Regions from separate parts of the Mus musculus genome. Here region 2 is linked to region 1. A link is a contact called in public HiChIP or PLAC-seq data. All regions are on one chromosome and are shown on one strand. Each heading gives the region's core, a stretch centred on a gene start, on an enhancer-like site or on the middle of the called end of the contact. The rest is flanking DNA. Distances are from core to core; before and after follow the strand shown.

Evidence for each region. HiChIP or PLAC-seq counts read pairs in DNA pulled down with a chosen protein or histone mark.
Region 2: an HNF4G HiChIP or PLAC-seq map of pancreatic cancer cells shows a contact between it and region 1. The contact joins the promoter of Rrn3 here to the enhancer-like site in region 1. A contact is called at or near these places in 4 of 39 promoter capture datasets (embryonic stem cells, epiblast stem cells and liver), 1 of 15 datasets of contacts at CTCF or cohesin (embryonic stem cells), 19 of 484 Hi-C or Micro-C datasets (cortical neurons, embryonic stem cells and nephron progenitors), 15 of 115 datasets of contacts at active chromatin or transcription factors (the SCID.adh cell line, bone marrow-derived macrophages, embryonic stem cells and 1 more) and 3 of 9 other capture datasets (adipose tissue, liver and pancreatic islet).

Annotation. Positions count from the first base shown.
Region 1 is chr16:13,710,502-13,715,822 of GRCm38.p6, forward strand. It overlaps Pla2g10 (phospholipase A2, group X), which reads right to left. Exons shown (of 4, transcript NM_011987.4): 4 at 4,556-5,095. The coding sequence ends at 4,953. Among named protein-coding and RNA genes, the nearest start is that of Pla2g10os, 17 kb to the right of the region's middle. Within about 2 kb of position 1,605, at least 5 of the 459 cell types and tissues checked have an H3K27ac peak or open chromatin away from gene starts, as enhancers often do. A contact at or near this core is called in pancreatic cancer cells, where this site is marked.
Region 2 is chr16:13,778,058-13,782,963 of GRCm38.p6, forward strand. Rrn3 (RRN3 RNA polymerase I transcription factor homolog (yeast)) reads left to right here and starts at 2,642. Exons shown (of 18, transcript NM_001039521.1): 1 at 2,642-2,782; 2 at 3,936-4,041. The coding sequence starts at 2,700. It also overlaps the pseudogene Gm6354.

The DNA.
Region 1 (5,321 bases), core at 355-2,854:
CAAAAGCTATCTTTCGAAGGGAGGATCATTGTATGCAGATGATATAGAGCCTTGCTACAAAAGCCCAAAGGTCTCTTCTGTGATTCACCTATAGAGGCCTGCAAAGGCTCCAAACAGCATACCTATCTGCCACTGCCACTTCAAGGACTACCAGGTCTAAGGGCTCATATGTTCCAAGTGGTAGAACAGCCTGCACAGCGGCTTAGACCTATTGAAGAGCCTTCTCCTGTTCCACACAAAGCTAGTAGCTTTCTGAGTCTCTTGGTATATGGGCAGGAGTAACACACCCAAGTGAAGAATGTGCTGTCTCCAGAATGCAAATAGACCCAGTAAATGTCGTTGCTTCTTTCTTGGTGGTGGGAGACACCAGGTGCAATAACATCCTTCACCTTAGAAGGAACATCTCTGCATGCCCCATGCAACTGGACTCCTAAGATTTTCACTGAGGTAGATGGTCCTTGAATTTTGGTTGGATTTATTTCCCATTCTCTGATATGCATATTGTTACCAATCAGTACAAAGTGGTTGCTCCCTCTTGCTTGCTTGATCTAATCAGCATAATGCTGCCAATATAGTGCACCGATGCAATATTTTATGGAAGAAACAGACAATCAAGATTCCTTCTAACTTAGACACAGGGCTGGAGAGTTAATATATACTTGGGGTAAAACAGTAAAGGTACAATGCTGGCATTGCCAACTAAAAGCAAATTACTTCTGATAGGCCTTATGGGCAGATACCCAGAAAAGGGCATTTGCTATATCAATAGTTGCATACCATATTGTATAGGGGATGTATTAATCTGTTCAAGTAAGACACTACATCTGCTACAGCAGTTGCAATCAGAGTCAGTACTTCATTGAATTTTCAGTGACCAACTGTCATGCTCCATGATCCACCTGTCCTGGACATTAGCCAAAAGGAAATGTGGTGGCAGCCATCACCCAGCATCTTTCAAGTCCTTGATGGTGGCACTAGTTTTCTAATTATTTCAGACATTTGACACTGTCTTTGATTCACTATTTTCCCTAGCAGAGGCAACTCCAGTAGCTTCCATTTAGTCTTTCCAACCTTAATAGCCCTCATTCCAAAAGTTAAGGAACTAATGTACAACATCTGCCAAGGTCTAAGTCTATCTACCCCAATTCTACATTCGGGGGCTGGTGATGAGTCCAGGAATCCACGGGACCTTTGTGTGTGTCAGACTCCAGCCACTCCCTAACCTCTTATGTCCATAAGCTCCCGCTTTAATGGGAGGGCCACAATGTTTCTTGAGGTCTCCTAGAATCTCTGCTGGTTCAGAACCAGCATCCAGCAGTTGAACCATCTCATTGTTTCTTTTCCTCCATTGTTCAGTTTCCCCTGTAAAAGACCACAGATCCCTCTGAGGAAGGGCTGGAGAAAGACTAACAGCAAATGTTTCCATGTTTTATCCACGTCCTTCCTTAGGGGAACCTGACTGTCCTTTCACTCAAGGGGTTCTGGGTCTGCCAGCTGGCTCAAGTCTGGAAATTGATTCATGGGCCGAGATTCCCCTTTGCTGTGATCCAGTGTAGCCTTTTCATTTGTTTGAGAACTTTTTGGCTTCTACAGATGAAACAAAAATTCAGTGGCTTCTTATCTATTTCCTGCCTGGAAACACCATGAGTAATTAGTAGCACTAAATGTCCACATGAGTCACCCACCATTAAATTCACTTTGCCTGTGCTGACCATTATGGGTCAGGCCACTATGAACATTGCTTTGCCTATGCTGCCCATTATAACTACCCTAACAGTTTTAATGTACCTATAAGTCACCTTGCTTTTGGTGATTCAGTGCTGGCGCCCAGCCCCTGCTACTTATTGGGGTCCAATTAAATTCCATTCAATCCGTTAACTGGGCAGCAGCATCTTCAACCTTAAGGTCTGGCACAAGGAAAGGGGCAACAATAAAGCTCTTCAAATGTGCTGGTGCCCCTCTCACTATTTTGTGTCTTATAGGACTCATGAGGGCATGTCTTCTGAGCCTTCTCATCATGGAGGGTTAGGTTTTACAGAGTACCCGCTGTAGCATTGCAATTTCCCCAAACCTTACAATCCCTTCATCAACACGAAGCCAAGGGATATCAGGCATACTCCAGAAGTAAGCCATCTTTTGACAAATACTTCACCCAACCATTTAAACAAACTTTTGACACTTTTTTTTAACTGTGTAAGTTTACATATTCAACCTAGAATCTCCACTTAGAGGGCCCATGTCAATAATCTCAGCCTTTTCTAGTTTTATGACCTTCTACCATTATCCCATACCCTTAAAATCCATTCCCACACATATTCCCCAGACTTCTGCTTGAATCAACAAACACATTAGGCTTTTTAATAATATAGCACACCTCCTCAAGGACAATACTTTTCTACCTCCCCTCTAGGAACCTGCTTTGCCTTGAATTTAGTTACAGATCTAGAGCAAATATTGGTGGGCCCTGAAGGACATTAGTATTGTCTTGAGTGGCATCTCCTTCAGAGAAAGTCACATCTGGCTTAGCAAATGATGAAGGATTTATTTCCTGGATCAAAGGCAGAAAAGACAATATGTCAGGGGTAGACAAGCTCATTTTCTGCTGAGGGTGGAAAGACTTTTTTTGTTCTTGTTTTTGGTTTTTTTTTTGTTTTGTTTTGTTTGTTTTGGTTTTGTTTTGTTTTGTTTTGTTTTGTTTTGTTGTTTTTTCGAGACAGGGTTTCTCTGTATAGCCCTGACTGTCCTGGAACTCACTCTGTAGACCAGGCTGGCCTCGAACTCAGAAATCCGCCTGCCTCTGCCTCCCGAGTGCTGGGATTAAAGGCGTGTGCCACCACGCCCAGCTTTTGTTTTTGTTTTGTTTTTTGAGACAAATTTCTCTGTGTAGACCAGGCACCAGGCTAACCTCAAAATTAAAATGTCTTCCTGCCTCTGCCTCCTGAGTGCTAGGGTTAAAGGCGTGCACCACCACATCCCTTGGCACCACCACACCTGAGAAAATAGAGACTATTTTTTCAGGTGAGATAAACCCTTGTGAATCTGAAGGTTCAAAGTTCTCAGCTTCAGTAGGCGCCTCCCACGCATCCCATCCCAAGTTAAAGGATTCCCCTTAACCACTGACACGCTCCAAGCTGGAGCTTGAGTTTTCCTTGTAATTCAGTGTGATTGTCTACAACTTAGGCTTCCTGGCTGCTGGAAAGATGATTCCCTTCCAGGGCACAGTGAAGCCTTTAGAGTGCTGATGGGCATCTGGAGCCAGCTTTATCACTGCCCTTCACTGTATTCTGCTAGACATTGGTTAATTCTACCAAAGAGCTCATTTCTATCCTTTTTAAGTTTTTCCAGAGATGCTAGGAGCAACCAATATCATCATTTTCCTTATTTTTACACAAGCTCTCAAAGGTTTCATATATTAGGACATCAAATTCATTGCCACTCACCATTGGTGAATCATGGTGCTGAAATGCATTTATCTTAAGTTTATAATATAGTTCACACCATGGGCTTCAGTAAATGCAATGGCTTCAGTAGCTGTATGTGTTGGTGAGTTGAAGTTTATTCCAGATATTTAAAAAAGATTCATCCTTATACTTCTGTTGTTCTAGAACCAGTTCTGGTACCAAAATATGTAGTAACAGAATCTATCTATCTATCTATCTATCTATCTATCTATCTATCTATCTATCTATCTATCTATCTAAAATTCCATATATATGTGCGATTATACACACACACACACATATGGGATTTTAGTAGAATGACTTACAGAATGTGGTCCAGCTAATCAGACAATGGCTGCTTATGTATGGAAAGTCCACGAATGCAGTAGTTGCTCAGTCCATGAGGCTGGATGACTGGGCTAATCTTCAGTACACACTGGAATTCCCAAAGACAAAGGTTCTGATGCCAGTGACAGAATGGACTTAGCATCTTGAGTGAGGGCAAGCAAGCCAAGAGCAAAGGCTTCCTTCTGCCATTCTAAAGCTTTGGAATGATCTCTCTCTAAAAATATTTTGATTGTGGGATGTGTGTGTGTGTGTGTGTGTGTGTGTGTGTGTATACACGTGTTTACTCGAGCACACACTTGTGCAAGTAAGCATGTGCAGACACGTACTTGCAGAAGCCAGATATGTCACATTCTTTGGAACCAGAGCAAAAGCAGTTGAGCCGAACAATATGCAGGCCAGAAACTGCACTCAGGTTCCCTGGGAGGGCAGGAAGCTCTGCTAACCACTGAGCATCTTTCCTGGCCTGCGATTTCAGTTTTTAGGGTTTGATCTGTTGTTCTACATTTTTTTTTTAATTTTTTCCTTGAAATGTTGGGACTCAAACTCAGGACCTTAAACACGCTTCACAAATGTTTTGACACACAGCAGTACCACCAGCCCAGGAAAGAATTTTCTTTTTCTTTGAGAAAGTCTCTCTTGCCTACACTGGTACCAGCCTCCTGGGCTCAGCTGACCTTTCAACCTCAGCAGAACACCCCAGCAGACATCCCAGGAGTGTGCCACCACACCCAGCTTCCGGGAAATAAAATTTACCTCTTACACAAGGAGCCAGTTAGGGAACATTTTTTTATTACAGTTACAATTCTTAGATGTATCATGTGGCAATGTTATTACCACAGCCAAGCCTAAGCAGGTGTTCACCCACATCTGACCAGCAGCCCTGCAGCAGGTACAAGATAGTACAGCTTCTCATAAAGGCTGAATTTCAAAAAGTATACCACGCCCAACACAGCGCTATTTGTATAAAACAGGCCCAGGACTTTGAACCTTCATCAGACTGGCAACTCCACAGGCTCATAGTTGTGAGTTCCTGAATGGAAGGAGAAAGCAAACGCAGGTGGCTTTAGCACTTGGCCTCCGGTGACTCTCCTGCACAAATTGCATGCTGTTGGTGATCACTGAAAGTGAAGTGCGTTTCCATGTGCAAAGGGACATGTGAGCCTGTCAATTGCACTTGGGAGAGTCCTTCTCACATAAAATGGAGGGGAAGAAGAGGTATTTCAGGTGGTACTCGGTCCCTGCCAGGCAGTAAGCCAGCTCCTCGTCACACCTGCACAAAAGTTCTTGGCATTTGTTCTCTGCTGGTCCTGGAAGAAGTATGGAAACTGAGGTTAGAGCAGAGACTCAGAGGCACATGAGAATAAGTGCCAGGGGAGTGTAAGCTGGAGGCAGGACGGGTTATAGTTTGCATTTATGTGACATGTGATAATTTCCCATTTGAAGACCACTTGAAGAGGTAGCAATGACAGCCAGCTTCTACAAGAAAGGGAGTTGACAGACTGGAGAGATGGCTCAACAGTTAAGAGCACTGAC
Region 2 (4,906 bases), core at 1,392-3,891, 69 kb after region 1:
ACACCGTCAGTCCCCTCACTTGGGAAGCAAAAACAGCAGGATCTCTGTAGGGTTACTCAGAGACACTGTCTCAAAACCAAACCAAATACCAGAAAAGAAAAAAAAGGGGTGGGGTGGGGTTCGGAAGGGCCGAAGAGATGGCTCAGTGGGTAAGAGCACCTAACACATTTTATCCTCAGCATCCACACCAGGCAGCTAATTATAGTTCTGAAAAAATAACATAAAAACAAACAAACAAAACGAGGACTTTAGGCCCAGGCTTGAGAATGTGACCTTTGTGACTCAATGCTCCAAGGCATCCTAATCATAAAACAGATAGCGATATTCTTCCACCTACCTGCTTCCTGGGTTCAGGGAGTGTTCGTTCAAAGAAAGTCACCCTGACCATTGCTGGAACCCACTATGCAAAAGTGCTATTGTTAGAGGCTCCTAGAAACTGTCTTGAGAAATAACCACACAACTATCAGGTATTTTTCTTGTGACTTCCCACTTCTTCGTGACTCTTAACTGGTATTTTTGGTATTTTCCAACAACACCCTCCCCAAACCCTTGAGTTGTGGTTTCTTCCTTTACCCTGTTACCTAGCTACTCTGCCCACAAGGTCCTTTACCCCTGTGTGGTGTAAGACTGTGGGCCCCAGAGTGCTCTTGGAATAAAAGTTCTCTTGCGGTTTGCATCAAGACCATTTCTTATGAGTGATTTGGGGTGTTGCCTCTCCTGAGTCAGAACGTGGGGGAGTCCTCACATTGTGGGTCTTTCAGTTCCAGAGGATCTGATGTATTTGTGTGCATGTGGTACACACACATACACAATAAATACAAATAAATAATAAGAACAACAAAAAACAAAGCTCCTTTCCTTGCTTCTTTTTGGCCTGGTTGATTTTTTTTTTTTTTTTTTTTTTTTTGGTTTTTCAAGACAGGGTTTTTCTGTATAGCCTTGGCTGTCCTGGCACTCACTCTGTACACCTGGCTGCCTCGAACTCAGAAATCCGCCTGCCTCTGCCTCCCGAATGCTGGGATTAAAGGCATGCACCACCATGCCCAGTGACACTGGTTTTTCTTTTACAAAGTTATATGTGGAGCTCAATAGCAGAGCATCCATCTAGTGTTCTGGAATCTAGCCTCAACATCCGAAGAAAAAGTATGCTGGATAGCAAATTCTCTAAAACTGTCTTAAGATTTATTTTATGTGTTTGGGTGGGTTTTTTTGTACATCTGTGTGTCCCTGCTGTGCTCACAGAGGTTTAAGAAGCCCTGGGACTGGGGACTGCAGTTAGAAACAGTTGTGAACCTGGATCCTCTTTTGTTGTTTTCAAGACAAGCTCTTTTTGTATTGCCTTGGCTGTTCTGGAACTTACGCGATAGTCTAAATAAACTAGCCTCAGATTCAGAGATCTGCCTGTTTGTGCTGAGATTAAAGGTATGTACCATCATGCCCAGCTCCCCAGCCTGGGTTCTCTTACCCATGGTAACATCGGTCCAACTCTCCCCTCTGGCTTTTTACCAGTCTCCACACTTCTGGCTAGGTCACTGTGTAATATGTGTTTCACACAGAGTAAGGTGTGAAAATGTGTCTAAAATGATATACAGGATCCTTCTATTTCCACCTCTCCAGTGCCTGTATTACTAACATTAAACCGGGCTCTTTACCTGAGTAACCCAGGTCCTAATAGTTACCCATTGGCTTTGAACTCCCTTTTTTTGGTGGTGGTGGTGGTGGGGGAGGAATGGATCTCTAGGAGGTGGGCCTGGGGCCCTCACTGTACAACTTGTTCCTTAGCACTATTTCCAGAATCCTTCATCACACCTGGAAGTTCTGGAGGACAAGAATTGGGGTAGATAGGCAGGCCTTCAAAGGCATCTTCTGCTCTGAAGGCCAGGCCCACTGTGGCTGGGGCCTGTGGCTTTGCTACCTGACTAGTGAAGCCACATTCCCCCAGAGTTTTCTCATCAAGGAGCTGGTTGTCCTTGAACAGCAGCTCTCCTCAGGAGGCCTCTTCATGATGCCCTCAATGATGCGCTTGAGTGCCAACACCAAGCTTGACTCCTTGGCCTCAGTGAAGATGGTGGTCTTCTTGTGTGGGGTCATGAGAAACACAGCCATCCCTGTGGCTGCTTCTGGCTTGATGCACGGGACCAAATCTGATGGCTTCTCAGGTTGTCCTCAGCAGGAGTGATCTCTCAGTGTCCCTCGGAGTCTTGCCAAAAGTTAAGAGAGCCAACATGTTGTTTGAAAACCAAAAAAATCCCAGCCGTTCGATTTTACCAATGAAGACTCAGGGGCCAGATGCTGGGGTGCAAGCCTGCTAGGTCAGAGAGGCAGAGAAAGCACCCAGCTGACCTTCCTCCTCCACTCACTTCCCAGAAGGAAACCCGCTTTGAACTCCTTTTATCCTCCCGCCTCCACCTCCTGAGCGCCAAGGTCACGTGCACACGCCTCTAAGACAAGCTTCTTTTTGAAGGAGTTTCTGAGGAATGCGGCCACCGATTGCCCCGCCAAGCTGTGCCAGCCTATTTCTAGGAAAGCTTCAGGCCGGTTAAGGTCAGACGCAAGCCTACCCGCCTTCTTGCTGCGATCCTTACGCTCTGCTCACGTGGGCCGCGTCCCGCAAGGGGCTGCCTTCTGCAGCGCCACTTCCGGGGCGGGTAGGTCGTGGCTTCCGGCGCAAGGCCGGGCGTTCGCTCAGTTCAGGCCGAATGGCGGCCCCGCTGCTTCACACGCGCTTGTCGGGCGATGTGACGGCAGCGGCCTCTGCCACGCTGAGTGCGTCGCGGACTGGGTAAGATCCGGGCGGCCTCCGCCTGCGGGTGCGGGGCTCGAGCCCGCTGAGAGCTCTCCGCATGTGCCGAGGGGGCCGGGCGTGCGGGCTCGGCTCGGGCACGCAGGAGCCTCTGGTTCCCTCGGGTCCCCTCTGCCCGGGCGAGCCTTGTCTGTTCCATTGTTTCCCACTCACTCTTGGGGCACCCTTGTGGGACTCTAGGCTAATCTTCCGTGCCTTTCCTCTTCCCTCTCTTGGCCAAGACATGGGCGGCATTTCCAGGGTTTTGGATATCTAGGGGAAAGCTGTCACTGGTGACCTATCGAATTCCAAAAATTTTGTTTGAAATTTGTTTCTGTAGAAGCAAGCAGTAGCATAGTGGAACCGTATATTATATAAGCAGTCCTTTTTGCCCAACATTTTAAAATACCTATCCCTATAAAACATTTGGAATCTAACCTTTAGATTTTGTCTGATTCTCTTGTTTAAACGAAGTAAACCTTGTAAAGCACTTAGCATAGTACTGACAATTGTTAATAAAGTGTGTATACTCTGTGTTAAGGCACTGGGGACAGCAGCTTATCCAGACACTAACCCATACCCAGCAGAGCCGGAGGCGGGGCAGTGGGGTGGGGGGGCGGCGGCAATACATGGATAAGATAGTTTCAGGTATCAGTAAATGCTATGAAGAACTACAACGTTCCAGGATAAAGCGTGAGTGTATGAGGTTCTGGTGGAGAGGGCCTCTGACATTTGAACTCCAACCTTGGGAAGAGTGTTTCTAACAGCGAGTAGCAGGTGAAATGGGAATCAGCTTGACAAATTTGAGGAATAGAAAGGACATCACGCTTTTAACAAATGATTGTATCATGAGATCAGGGTTAGGAAAGGTGGCTGGTTAAACAGGATCTTACAGGGTTAATGTGGGAATATGGAGTTTCTTTTCCTTCCCTTACTCTTAATAAGATCTCATTATGTAGCCTAGGTTGGATTCTGCCACAGCTTCTGAGACAGATTTACTGAGGGAAGAGTGGCTTCCTGGGAGAGAAGGTTGGAAGGAGGGATATCATTTGAGAAACTTAAGCCTCATCACACAAAATGATGTTGGCTCAGCCATGCTCCCTGCCGTCATTCTCTGTCATGAATTTGATAACTGGTCTTCCTGGTTCTTCAGGCTTTCCGATATGCTCGCGTTAGAGAGCGATTTCTTCAATTCTCCTCCGAAAAAAACTGTTCGGTTTGGCGGAACTGTGACAGAAGTCTTACTGAAATACAAAAAGGTACGAGGAGGTGGGGTTTGACTTTGCTTAGTCAGAGTTTAAAAGGCATTAAACCGAAGAGCAAATTATCAAGACTTTGGGTTCCTCCTCCTGAGTACAACCCCCCCCCCAAGACAGTAAAGAGAATAAGATGAACTTTAGCATTTGTGTGTACGTTTATTTAGGTTTCTCAGTGGTGGGGATTGGAACTAGGACCTTATCCACACCAGGAAAACAGGTCTAGTTGAGCTCCTACATAGCCTAAAAATAAATTTTACACTGGGCTTGGAGGCTTGTGTCTTTAATCCCGGCATGTGAAGGCAGAATCAGGTGGATCCCTGAATTTGAGACCAGCCAGGGATATATACAGCCTCTGTGTAAAACAGTGGCCCTCAACCTTCCTAAGGCTCTGTGTGACCCTTTTAATGCAGTTTCTCATGCTGTGGCGACCCCCAACCATAAAATTATTTTCTTTGCTACTTCATAAGTGTAATTTTGCTACTGTTATGACTTATAATGCGACTCTCTGTGTTTTCTGGTGGCCTTAGGTGACCCCTGTGAAAGGGGGTCAACAGCCTCAGGTTGAGAACCGCCTGTCTAAAAAGATGGGATTGTGGGAAGTATTTAGATACCATACTGAAATAGAATATATAGTGATATGCCTGATACCGAAGCTTAAAGGTAACCAAAACAAGTGTGCTGAGATTTTAGGACTTAAAATGCTGTATACAACTTGAAAACTAGCAAGTGCTAAAATTAAAATAAAAAAAAAAAATTAGCCAGGCAGTGGTAGCGCATGCCTTTAATCCCAGCACTTGGGAGGCAGAAGCAGGCGGATTTCTGAGTTCAAGGCCAGCCTGGTCTACAGAGTGAGTTCCAGGACAGC